Linked DNA regions of Sus scrofa: region 2 is linked to region 1. A link is a contact called in public HiChIP or PLAC-seq data. All regions are on one chromosome and are shown on one strand. Each heading gives the region's core, a stretch centred on a gene start, on an enhancer-like site or on the middle of the called end of the contact. The rest is flanking DNA. Distances are from core to core; before and after follow the strand shown.

Evidence for each region. HiChIP or PLAC-seq counts read pairs in DNA pulled down with a chosen protein or histone mark.
Region 2: an H3K27ac HiChIP or PLAC-seq map of skeletal muscle shows a contact between it and region 1. The contact joins two enhancer-like sites. A contact is called at or near these places in 2 of 2 datasets of contacts at active chromatin or transcription factors (alveolar macrophages and skeletal muscle).

Annotation. Positions count from the first base shown.
Region 1 is chr10:41,047,682-41,053,433 of Sscrofa11.1, forward strand. No RefSeq gene overlaps it. Among named protein-coding and RNA genes, the nearest start is that of SVIL, 130 kb to the right of the region's middle. Within about 2 kb of position 2,165, at least 11 of the 83 cell types and tissues checked have an H3K27ac peak or open chromatin away from gene starts, as enhancers often do. A contact at or near this core is called in skeletal muscle, where this site is marked.
Region 2 is chr10:41,377,808-41,383,559 of Sscrofa11.1, forward strand. It overlaps SVIL (supervillin), which reads left to right. Exons shown (of 36, transcript XM_021064788.1): 9 at 4,412-4,446; 10 at 5,025-5,086; 11 at 5,335-5,474. Among named protein-coding and RNA genes, the nearest start is that of SVIL, 200 kb to the left of the region's middle. Within about 2 kb of position 3,139, at least 4 of the 83 cell types and tissues checked have an H3K27ac peak or open chromatin away from gene starts, as enhancers often do. A contact at or near this core is called in skeletal muscle, where this site is marked.

The DNA of each region.
Region 1 (5,752 bases), core at 915-3,414:
GTTCAGATTGGACCGCTAGCCTGGGAACCTCCACACGCTGTGAGTGCAGCCCTAGAGAAGACACAAAGACACAAGAACAAAAAAACGAAAACAAAAAACAAAAAACTGAATCGCTTTGCTGCACAGCCGAAAAGAACACAACATTGTAAATCAACTATAGTTCAATAAAATTAAAATTTTTTAAAAATGTTGTTGAAGGCTCCTAGTCTTTGGTGTTTGATTATAGCAGCCCAAGCTAATACAATTGCCCTGTTTTGTTTTGTTTGTTTGTTTTGGCTTTTTTGGCTTTTTAGGGCCACACCTGTGCCATATGGAAGTTCCCAGGCTAGAGGCCAAATCACAGCTGCAGCTGAGGCCTATGCCACAGCCATAACAATGCCGGATCCAAGTGAATCTTCAACCTACATATACCACAGGTCACAGCAATGCCAGATCCTTTAACCCACTGAGTAAGGCCAGGGATCAAATCTGTGTCCTCAAGGATACTAGTCGGGTTTGATACCACTGAGCCATGACAGGAATTCCCCCTGTGTTTTTGTGATGAGATGTTGAACAATGGGAAGCAGAGAGAGACAGTCTTTTTTTTTTTTTTCTTCTTTTTTATAACCACACCTGCAGCATATGGAAGTTCCCAGGCTATTGGTGGAATGGGGCTGAAGCTGCCAGACTACACTACAGCCAGAGCAATGCAGGATCCAAGCCAAAATTTGTGGCAATGCTGGATCCTTAACCCACTGAGTGAGGCCAGGGATCAAAGCTGCATCCTTACCAAGACTACTTCGGTTTCTTAACCTGCTGAGCCACAATGGGAACTCCAAGACAGTCTGAGACAGTTTCACCGGGAGTGAGACAGAGAAAGGCTGGGGTGGTAAAGGAGAAGCAGGAAACAGGACAGGGACAAACGCTGTTCCATGGCGTCATGAACCCTGAGGGTGTCTCTCCCAGGGGTCGTCTCCTGATTCCTTTTCCTAACTGTCAGCAGGAACCCACAGCCGGGTGGTAATCCCCCATGGGCTCTACCACCTGCAGCTAGAGCCCTCCCCAGCCTTAGGGGGCATGTGTTTAATGGTTGGGCGCTACTTTCCTACTGAAGTCGAAAATGCTGGAATCCTGGGCCGGCCAGTGTTAAACCGGGACTAGGCACAAATAGCTCCCTGCATTGTTCAACCACCACACAAGTTCCCTGTGCCTTTTAAAAATAGCAGCGCCGTGCTGGAAATTTCTGAAAGAAGACATGTTGAGGGTGTGTGTGTGTGTGTCTGCCACACCCTCCTCTATCTTGGTTCTGAGGAGGTACAGATTTAGAAACTTCTGGAAGGGGAAGGGGAAGGAAGACGTTAGCACAGCCACACCCACACATGCCCCATCACCTCAATTCACAGCCATGTCTGCACTGTGCCACCTTCCTCCCCAGAAACAGTGCCTTAGCTATATAACCTGCCTTCTCGAAGCTGCTAGGATGCATCCGTAGAGGAATTTGTCCGGAAATAAATATGTACATTTAAAACTCAGCCTTCCTGGTTGAGATCAATTGGAAAAAAAAGTTACACTGGGTCAGAGAGACAAAGAGGAAAAAAGTGGAGACATTTTACTTATGGACCAGAAAAGCTTTTTTTTTTTTTTTTAAATCTTTTTGGCTGCCCCAAGATACATGGAGTCCCAGGGCCAAGGATCTGATCCAAGCCGCAGTCGTGACCTAAGCTGCAGCTGCAGCAACGCTGGATCCTTAACCCACTGTGCCAGATCCGGGATCGAACCTACGTCCTAGAGACACCACCGATCCCTTTCCCCACAGCGGGAACTCCCAGAAATGCTTTTTAAAGGCAAACATCTCTCCCCTCCAGGAGTTCCTGCTCTGGTGCAAAGGGATCAGTGGCATCTCTGCAATGCCCGAATGCAGGTTCCATCCCAGAGCACAGTGGGTTAAAGGATGTGGGGCTGCTGCAGCTGTGACACAGGCGGCAACTGCGGCTTGGATCTGATCCCTGGCCTGGGAACTCCATGTGCTGCAGGGGAGGCCAAAAAAAGAAGAAAAAAAAAAATCTTCCCTCCAAGCTACCTTGAAGCCCCCCTCCCACAACCACCACCCACCCCAACAAACACGTGCACACACGTACACACATGGTTCCACATGAGCCTGACTCAGCTCCCCGCGGCTGTGCAACCAGCACTAGGGTGCCTACCCAACGTGAAAGAGGCCTCAGGCCCTCTGACCCTTGTTAGCAAAAATAGTGGTGCTTGGAAGCGACAGCTGGGATGGTTGGAATGGTTACAGACATTCCAAGAGGGCCAGACACTTCTGGGGGAGCCTGTGAGTCAAGATGGAGGTGGATGTGCTCCATGGAAGGAAAGAAAAAGCTTTAAAAAGGACTCAACCATCACCTATTTGCCTCAGAGAAAGAAAGTAGTCCAGCCACGAGGACTATACCCGGGGGGGCGGCTGGCACTCCCCACAGGGGCTGGAGACCTTTGTGTAAATCACACTCTCTTATTCCTACTGTTCTTAGCAGCGCTGCCCTTTAATTTCAGAAGCAGTTTTCCTGTCTCCCCAGGTAGCAAAAGCCAGCTCTTTCTGCTTGGATCGCACTTGCCAACGGACCAGGCACCTAAGGGGTCCAGGCTCAGGGTCAATTCCTGCGTCTATTCTGCTGATATTTTGGCCATTTCCTTCCTTTTTTGGCTCCCAGTCACTGCTTCCTGCCCCGTTCTCCCTGCTGATCTCTAAGCCAAGAGTGGTTATTGGGCACTTACTGCAACCTTAGACCAGATGCTGGGTTAGGAGGCGTGCATTCTGCCCTCCCATCAGCCCGCCCATCAGCACAATCACCTTCAAGAAGAAGACCGTATGATTCTCCCAAAAAGCCATGAACTTTAGTGCCAGGAGGCGGTGCAAGAAGCCAGAAACTTCATCGAGCACGTAGGAGGAAATGAGCTTCGTGAGATCCCATGGTTAAAGTGACAGAATTGGGATTCAAACCCAGATTGGTGGACTGGAAGCCTGCACTTTGCAGTAGTGTTTTACTGATTCCTGGAGGGCTTTCAGCTCTTTCTTCTCCCTTCCTCCCCCTCCTCCTCTCTCTAGTTTTTTGTTTTTGTTTTTTTTTATTTTCACTTTTTTTTTCTTTTTTAGGGCCACACTTTTGGCACATGGAGGTTCCCAAGGTAGGTGTCCAATTGGAGCTGCAGCTGCCAGCCACAGCCACAGCCATGAGGGATCCGAGCCATGTCTGTGACCTACACCGCACCTCAGGGCAATGCCTGATTCTTAACCCACTGATCGAGGCCAGGGATCGAACCTGCATCCTCATGGATCTTGGTCAGTTGGGTCTGACCAACTGTTGGGTCATGAAGGGAACTCCCCTCTAGGTGGTTTTGTATTTGACCTTGAGTAGTTTAAAATTTAGTTGGAGACTTTGGACATGAGATATAATGTGAGACCTAAGGAAGAGAAGTTCTAATGCAGAGACCAAGTCCATATAGTAAAGGGTCTGGAAGGCTTTCATTCCCAGGACCACCTGTGCATTCTCATTACCCATCCCACTGTTCATCACATTAGTCATTGGCACCCTGCAGTCAGCCTCAATTGGTTTCCAGACTATAGGATTTGTACTGTGTCTGGAATGCCCTTCCCTCACAACCCCTCCATCAGAAGTTAGTCTTCAAGACACAATTCAGAGGATTTCCTGTTGTGGCTCAGCATTAAAAAAAAAAAAAAAAAAAAAAACCTGACCAGTATTCATGAGGATGCAAGTTTGATCCCTGGCCTCACTCAGTGGGTTAAGGATCCAGCCTTACTATAAGCTGTGGTGTAGGTCACAGATGCAACTCAGATCCCACATTGCTGTGGCCATGGTGCAGGCCAGCATCTGTAGCTCCGATTCAACCCTTAGCCTGGAACTTCCATGTGCCATGGTTGCGGCCCTAAAAAACAAACAGACAAACAAAAAAGACACAATTCAGGTAGTAACTTCTTGGTGATGTTTTTTCAAGCTTCAGTTACAAGGAGCAGCATCCTTCTGTGTCCCTTTTCTACTTGATTAGCTCTCTCCACATGGATCTTTTTCTTTTTCTTCTTCTAGGAGTTTGTGGCTGTATGTTTCTCTCCCCCTACATTAAGCCTGAGAGTCAAGAGCACGACCTCAAAATTTCTTTGGCTCTAGAAGGATGTTAGACCTCCTGTTGCTATTCACTGAAATCTTCCTATGGAAAGGAACGCTGTCTTTTAGCAAAATCATGCATGAAATTCAACACCATCCATGCTGCACTGAGGAATTTTGTTCACTCTTGCTGTCAGATGCCACTGCCAGCAGGAAATTACTTCTAGCATCAGCCTTGGGATGTGCTAAATGAAGCTGAATTTCTTCATCCTGTTCATGTGGCAACAGGCAAATAGGGCATGGCATTTTGATTCTTCTCAGTAAGGTTCAAGAGGTCTTACAATTCAAATTAATAAGCCTTCAAAATTCATTTCACTGGGATTTTACGAAGCTTGCTTTCATCTGATGCAATAGCCAAAGCAAGCTTATTTGCTTGAGAAATGACCAACACCAAAAAATTATAGGAAAGGTCAGCAAATTCAATTGGTGGCTGGATTGCAAGGTCTGTGGGACATTGCCCAAGAGATCTCAGCAGTAATGGGGCCAATATTTCGATGTCTCCCCAGTCAGTATGGGAAAGGTCAGCAGGCAGTTTTTACAACTTGCCCTGAAATTGATCTTCATGTCTTTCTTTTCACACATGACCTATTTAGGAATGCAGGCTGAAAACCTCACCTCTATGAAAATTTTCAAAGGTTAGACGTGTGTTATTTACTTAAGGAATTCAAATATTTACCGAATGTTTATTGTGTACCAAACACAATACTAGGCCCTTAGAACATAGTAGTATATAAACTAGATAAAAATCCCTGCTTCATGTATCTCTTTGGGTTGGATCACTGAAGCACTGGTGGGCCTGTTCACATTTCTGGGGTGTGCATTTTCTTGTGCTCATTTTATTGATGTTAAACTGCAGCACAATAGGAAGCTCAATCAAGATCAGATAACCAATCAACAGACACCTCTGAATCCTCTATATCAGTTTTTTTTTTGTTTTTTTTTTTTTCCCTTGTTTTGGCTGCCCCATGACATATGGAAGTTCCCAGGCATGGGATAGAATCCTAGCTGGAGCTACAATCTGCACAGTTTTCAGTGCAACCACAGCTGCAGCAACACCACTGGATCTTCTTAACCCACTGTGCCAGTTAGGGATCAGCAGAGACAGGCCAAATCATTAACATGCTGTGCCACAGAAGGAACTCTGCACATCATTTCTCTGGGCTGCAAGTTTGCCTCTAGCCTGGGAACTTCCATATGCCATGGGTGCTGCCCCCCCCCCAAAAAAAGACCAAAAAAAAAAAAAATAGGTAACTTCTTCCCATAAATCTGCCTTTTTTTGCATCTCAGCAGGGAAGAATTCTAATTCTCCCAGTTGCCCACAGCAGAAATTTGAAATCACTTTTAAATTCCTCCTTGACTTCCAATCTATCATTGATTACTAGAAATATTGTCTTTTAACTGTCTGGAACAATGCCTTCTCCTGTCTTTTCCCAATGCCAGTGCAGTGATTGACCTCGTTGTAATTTCTCGGCTGGATTACTGTAACAGCCTCCATCCCGGCAGCCACCCTTCAAAACGTGGCCACAGTGAACTTTGAAAGCTGCAGATGATCCGCTGGCTTCGTATCCTGCCCTCAAGATATTACCCAATGCCAA
Region 2 (5,752 bases), core at 1,889-4,388, 330 kb after region 1:
CTGCCCTAACCCCTGCTAATAGTATTTACCTTCGCTTCTCTTTGTGAAAGCCTCTTGTCTGCACCCCTTTCCTCCTTTCTCGCCACCCACGTGCTGCCTGCAGGGGGCAGTAGCGAGGAGGTAACAGCATCTCTGCGGGGGCTCTCCTGACTCAGGGGAACCAGCTAGCATCCTAGGTTGCCGGTTTCCCAACCCGCTGTTCACGTGTCACAGCTCCGTGTAGGGCACGTGGTTTTAAAAGCAGGCAAAACCCCTTATCGGGTTCATTTTTAAGGTTGGGGGCAGGGAGAGGCGGAAAGAGTAAGAATGAATAAGTCATTGGCAGGACAAAGCACCCATATATTGAGTTTCTAACGGTCACTTTGTTCTTGGCTGAGGACAACATTCAGATTGTCTCTGATGAGAAGGACACATTCCACAGGAGAACTTGAACCACATTTCAGCTGCCTTTTGATTAGCAAAGCTTATAAATATGAAAACCTCCAACACTGGCTAGCCGCTGGGAAAAATAACAACTCAGAATGCTTTTTATCCCTGGAATTGTTCATAGTAACTGCCTTTTCTGTGTCCTTCATTTTTCTTTGATAAAATATACGTAGCTATCCTGCATCTTATGTTTAAAAAAAACCATGGAGGTGTTTTATATCAAACTTTGCAGGGGGTCTTTGTCCTTTAAGGAAATAGTCCCTTCCAAAAAAGTGAATCTCAGGAGCAATTATTTTTGTTGACTAATCTTATGTAAATGAAGGTTTTACATTCCCCAAGAAAGCACTTTTCCCACTTCAAAAGCATTCTGTATTTTTTAAAGATCATCTCCCATCAGTAATCCATTTTTCAGCAGTTTGAATGGTTTCACCTTCTTCACTAGGTGATACTTTTTAAAAAGTAAAAATAATAATGAGTTTGCACCACTGAACCTTACTCTTTGCTAAGCTCTAAACCCTGTGCCTTGCCAACATCACCCAGTCCATCTTGCCACAATTACTTCCATTTGAAAGGTAAAGCAGCTGAGGCAGGTAGGTTACCTGAGACCACACAGCTCCAACTGGCCAAGTCAGGCTTTAAAAAGAGGTCTCCTGGGACCCACAGCTGGAGCTCCTGGCCAATTTGCTTCTGCAGTAATAAGAAAAGGTCAGAGTTCCTGTCGTGGCTCAGCATTTAATGAACCCGACTAGCATCCATGAGGATGTAGGTTTGATCCCTGGCCTTGCTCAGTGGGTTAAGGACCTGGCATTGCCATGAACTGTGGTGTAGGTCACAAACTCAGCTTGGATCCTGAGTTGCTGTGGCTGCGGATGTGGTGTCGGCCTAGGAACCTCCATATGCTGTGAGTGTGGCCCCAAAAAGACAGAAAAGAAAAAGGAAAGTTCAGTTGCTTTGATGATGGATTTCAGTTTTGCTCTCAGATAGATAGTTCTAGAAACAACCAAGAGCCCTGTCTTTTTAGATGAGTTTTTCCCTGAGGGCCTAATGGCAGTTCCAGAGGGGAGAAAATAATTCAGCACATTAACCTTTCAACAGAGATCTTTCCACTAACATTCTTCTTAGTGCTTGACTTGTGAGAAGTGATGTCTTAACTGGTCACACGTTTTCTGAATGAATGGAGCCTGCATGGCATGAAAAAGCTTGTGACCATTTCGTTGAATGCTTGAAAAGGGGTGATCCTTTGTAGTATCTTGAGCTCAAGAAAAAATAACAATAATCGCGAATGTTCTGCTATTTCCAGGAGACAGTGAAATTACATTTGGTCTATAAACAGCATCCCTGCCTGGAAACGACCCCCCAACACCCACCCCAGTCCATAGAAGAGGCCATATATGTGGAACGCTTACTGATTCAGAGCCACCCTTATGCATAGGGGTGGTGCATATTAATGAAGTCCTCTGTGGCTTCTGAATATTCATTTAGTCGGAAGGCATCTGTTCCAGGGTAGCATGTGAACCCTCTTAGCTTTACAGCAGACAGAGTGACTTCGGCCTCACTTACATGGATAATGTGTGTGCATTTGGAATCTCAGAGTCCTTTCTCTGGCAAGTGCCAGTGGTTTCGGACCCTGACGGCCCCCCCCTTCCCCCTCCCCCCTCCAAAATGCTTTTCCGTTCTCTGAGCATCTCTGATCTGCACACCCGTGCTCTCTTCCCCTTTAAGCAGTTATTCCACTCGGCCACTTAAAACCCTTTTCTTTCTTAAAGAGTTAAAGTTAGAGAAAAATTGGTGAGAGAGGAGAGCGCTCGGAGCAGCCCCGAACTGGCCTCGGAGTCCCTAACTCAGAGGAGACACCAGCCAGCACCAGGCCATCCGCTGGCCTTTCAGTCGGAAAACTCCGCCTTCGAGAGGGTCTCGGGCAGGGTGGCCGGCTCGGCCCGACAGCCCATCCGAGGCTACGTCCAGCCGGCCGATACCATTCACACCATCACGCTGGTGACGTCGGACACCCCCGCACACATCCCTGAGTCCGGCTGGGTGGGGCCAGCCGCTCGTGATGTCACAGAACCTCCCGCCTCGAAGGTTCTAGAAGGCGAGCAGAGCGTTACCGCAGCTCTCCATATCAGTGAATCAAAAGGAGAAGAAGAGGTGCCCTTTTCGGAAGGTCTCAAGAAAGGTGGGAAAACGCTTGTAGCTTTGGAGGATCATGGCCTCGGGAGAAGCCGGGAGGACCGGCCTGGAGCCGGGGACATGAATGAACCAATGAGAAGCACCGTCACCTTGGAAACGCGGAACGAACCAGAAAGCCTGGTCCGCCCACCTCCCGCTCAGCACTCGCCACCGCCGCCGCCGGAGAGGACCGGTAGGAGCGAGATGGTGGTGTACGTGCAGAGCGAGTCTGGACCCCAAGGTCCCAAGAAGGAGGCGCCCACCAGGAAGCACAAGGTCCTCACCCGCTCCCTGTCTGACTACACGGGCCCCCCTCAGCTTCAGGCCCTGAAGGCCAAGGCCGTGGTGTCCAAGCCAGACCCAGAGCCGCAGAGGTCCAAGGCTGAGCTGGAGATGGGCCAGCTAGACACCAAGGTCTCTGTCGCCCAGCTGCGTAACGCCTTCTTGGAGTCAGCCAGTGCCAGCAAGAAACCTGAACTGTAGGTGATATTGAACGTGTCCCTCCCCTTGTATCACTTGCACGTCCTTGGCAGAGTTACTGAGTTATTCACTCGTCGTCGTCGTGTGTGGTGTCCTGCTTCAAGTCTAATAGCTTAGCTCACCAGTGTGTACAGGGCAGACCCTACAGACATGGCTCCATGACTACCACTCTGCTTCGCCTACTAATGGGGAGCTCTGGAGTGTGGGGTTTCTGGAATGTTCCACCTCCCGGCCTGCATGGGAGAGGCATGTGTTGGGGTTGGGCGGTGTCCATGCCTTGACCCGCTGAGATGCCTAAACCTTTGCTTTATTCCTTCTCTCTGACCCCGCCCCATCTCCCTTCTGTCTACTTTCTCCCCACCGTCCTAAAAGCCATCCCCGGGTTGAGAGGTCAAGCAAAGGAGTTGGCTTGCCTACCGGTGTGGAGCGGGAGAGAGGGCCCCGGAAACCGAGACGCTATTTCTCTCCTGGTGAAAGTAGAAAGACTTCTGAGAGATTTAGAACCCAGCCCATAACCTCAGCAGAACGAAAGGAGACGGATAGGTAGGCACGTGTCTGTGAAGTTTGTGAGTCCAGGAGCTTAAATCCTACCGGATGTCCACCCCAGGGGCTGTCCTGATGCGGTTTCAGTGGGATGTGATGATTCCATAATTCCGTCTATGCAACAAGGAGATAACGTTACTTGGCTCTTAGAAATGTGTTTATTTAAAGATTCGTGAAAATATCACGGTACAGTGTTTTTTTCATTTTGTGGGAGTATCGTTGACTTAACGGTGTTGTATTAGTTTCAGGTTTACAGCAGTGAATCACTTATCCGTATACATATATCCCTTCTTTTTTTCCCCACCCTACGGTTTCAGATCGCACTCAGATGGTAAGGAGTGAGCAGCATTGTTCATTTAATGTTCTTAAATTCTTATGCTCCTGTTAAATTAGAATCTGGACTGACTGTCCACCAGATTTTACAGTGAAAATCATTTTAAGGGCTTTTATGTTCATTCTATCACTGTTTGTGCGTTTTTATTGTGTCATAGGCTAATGCATAAAAATGAAGGGGTTCGTCCATTATTATCAGTTGTGTTTAATAAGTCAAACTTATTGATAAGTCCTGGTGTGTCTTGAGGTGAACACCTGGCTGGGCTGTGTGCACACATACCCCACAGAGTCCGTCATTGCTGTGTGTCGTGCATATTCACAACTAGAATCGCCACCAGGAGGATATTCTTTAAGAGGCTTTAATTGCACTTTTATTTTTACTTTTCATGTGATGCTTTCCTTGGGTCTTCCACTCCCACCAGCTCACGGTTTGTTATTTTTTTGCTAATGTCTTTCCTAGGTCGACGTCACATTCAGAAATGCCAGCTGCGGAGGGCAAGTATCTCTTTGTCTTTTTCGTCTTTATCTTCCACCCAGATTAAATTTAGATAATCAGATGTTTGCTTTTGGAGAGAATGAGATTATGGAAGCTATTGCTTTCTTTTCTGCAGGTTTCCTCCCGTGAATATAATTAAAACTAGTTGAGATTTTTGCAGAGCTTTCCCTTATTTTTGAGAGTTAGAGAGCTGTGAAGTGACCCGTATCAATGCAGCTGATTTGAATCAAAGAAGCAGGTTTTTCTTGTTACTTTCTTGTTACTGTTTAACAATGAAGAAAAGCAATTCCTTCTGCAAAATCTATTCCTAATTCTATAATATCTATTCTTAAGTCAGATGTTATAATAGAAAATTACTGTCCAGACAAGACTGTAATTTTTTTTGGTTAATTGCAATTTAAATGATTTTCACTGAGCAGAAGAATGGGTTCCCTTACCAAGAGGAGCAAATCGTCTATTGTTATTGTTAATATATCTCTTATAGTCAGAGAATTTCCAGGTCAGCCTTGGGAGACTTTTCAGGGACTTTCCCTCTGTTTTCTAATGATGTTCAGTTTTTTTGTGTGACTTTTGACAGATGAAGAAAAGGTCGATGAGCGAGCCAGGCTGAGTGTTGCTGCAAAGAGACTGCTTTTCAGGGTAAGATGTGCTGATGGCCTTGGGAGAAGCCATCATCTCTTGCAGGTGGCCCGAAAGTCAGCCTGCTTCCTGTACCAATCCTGAGGCCGGCCCACCTGTGCTTCTCTCCTGGGGTGTGGCTGGTGTGTGCACTGCTGATGGTGCTGCCTCTTGGGGTCCTTCTCCCATGGGGCCTGCAGGGGCCTGTTCTGCTGCCCCAGCCCCCTTTCCTCCAATTTATCAGGGTTCTACACTCTTTTCAATCTTAGGAAATGGAAAAATCATTTGATGAGAAAAATGTCCCAAAGCGCCGCTCTAGGAACGCGGCTGTGGAGCAAAGGCTGCGGCGTCTGCAGGACCGATCCCACACCCAGCCCGTCACCACCGAAGAAGTGGTCATCGCAGCCACGTAAGTCTCCCCCGGGGCCTCTGGGCCTTGGCCGGAAGGTGGTCTTCTTAAAAAAAGATGTAAAGACTTTTGAATTAAAATGAGGCAATTGGAAGATGGTTCAATTAGCAGCCACCAAGAAGTAGATGTTTAGGGATTTTCCTTGCTCTGGTATCTCTGAACTTTGTAATGCTGTGTGTTCCCTATTATAATTACTAGAAAAACATGAAGAGAAATTTTATGTATTTTTTTGTCTGTGCGTTTTTTAAAAAATCTTTACAATGGAACATTTAAAACAA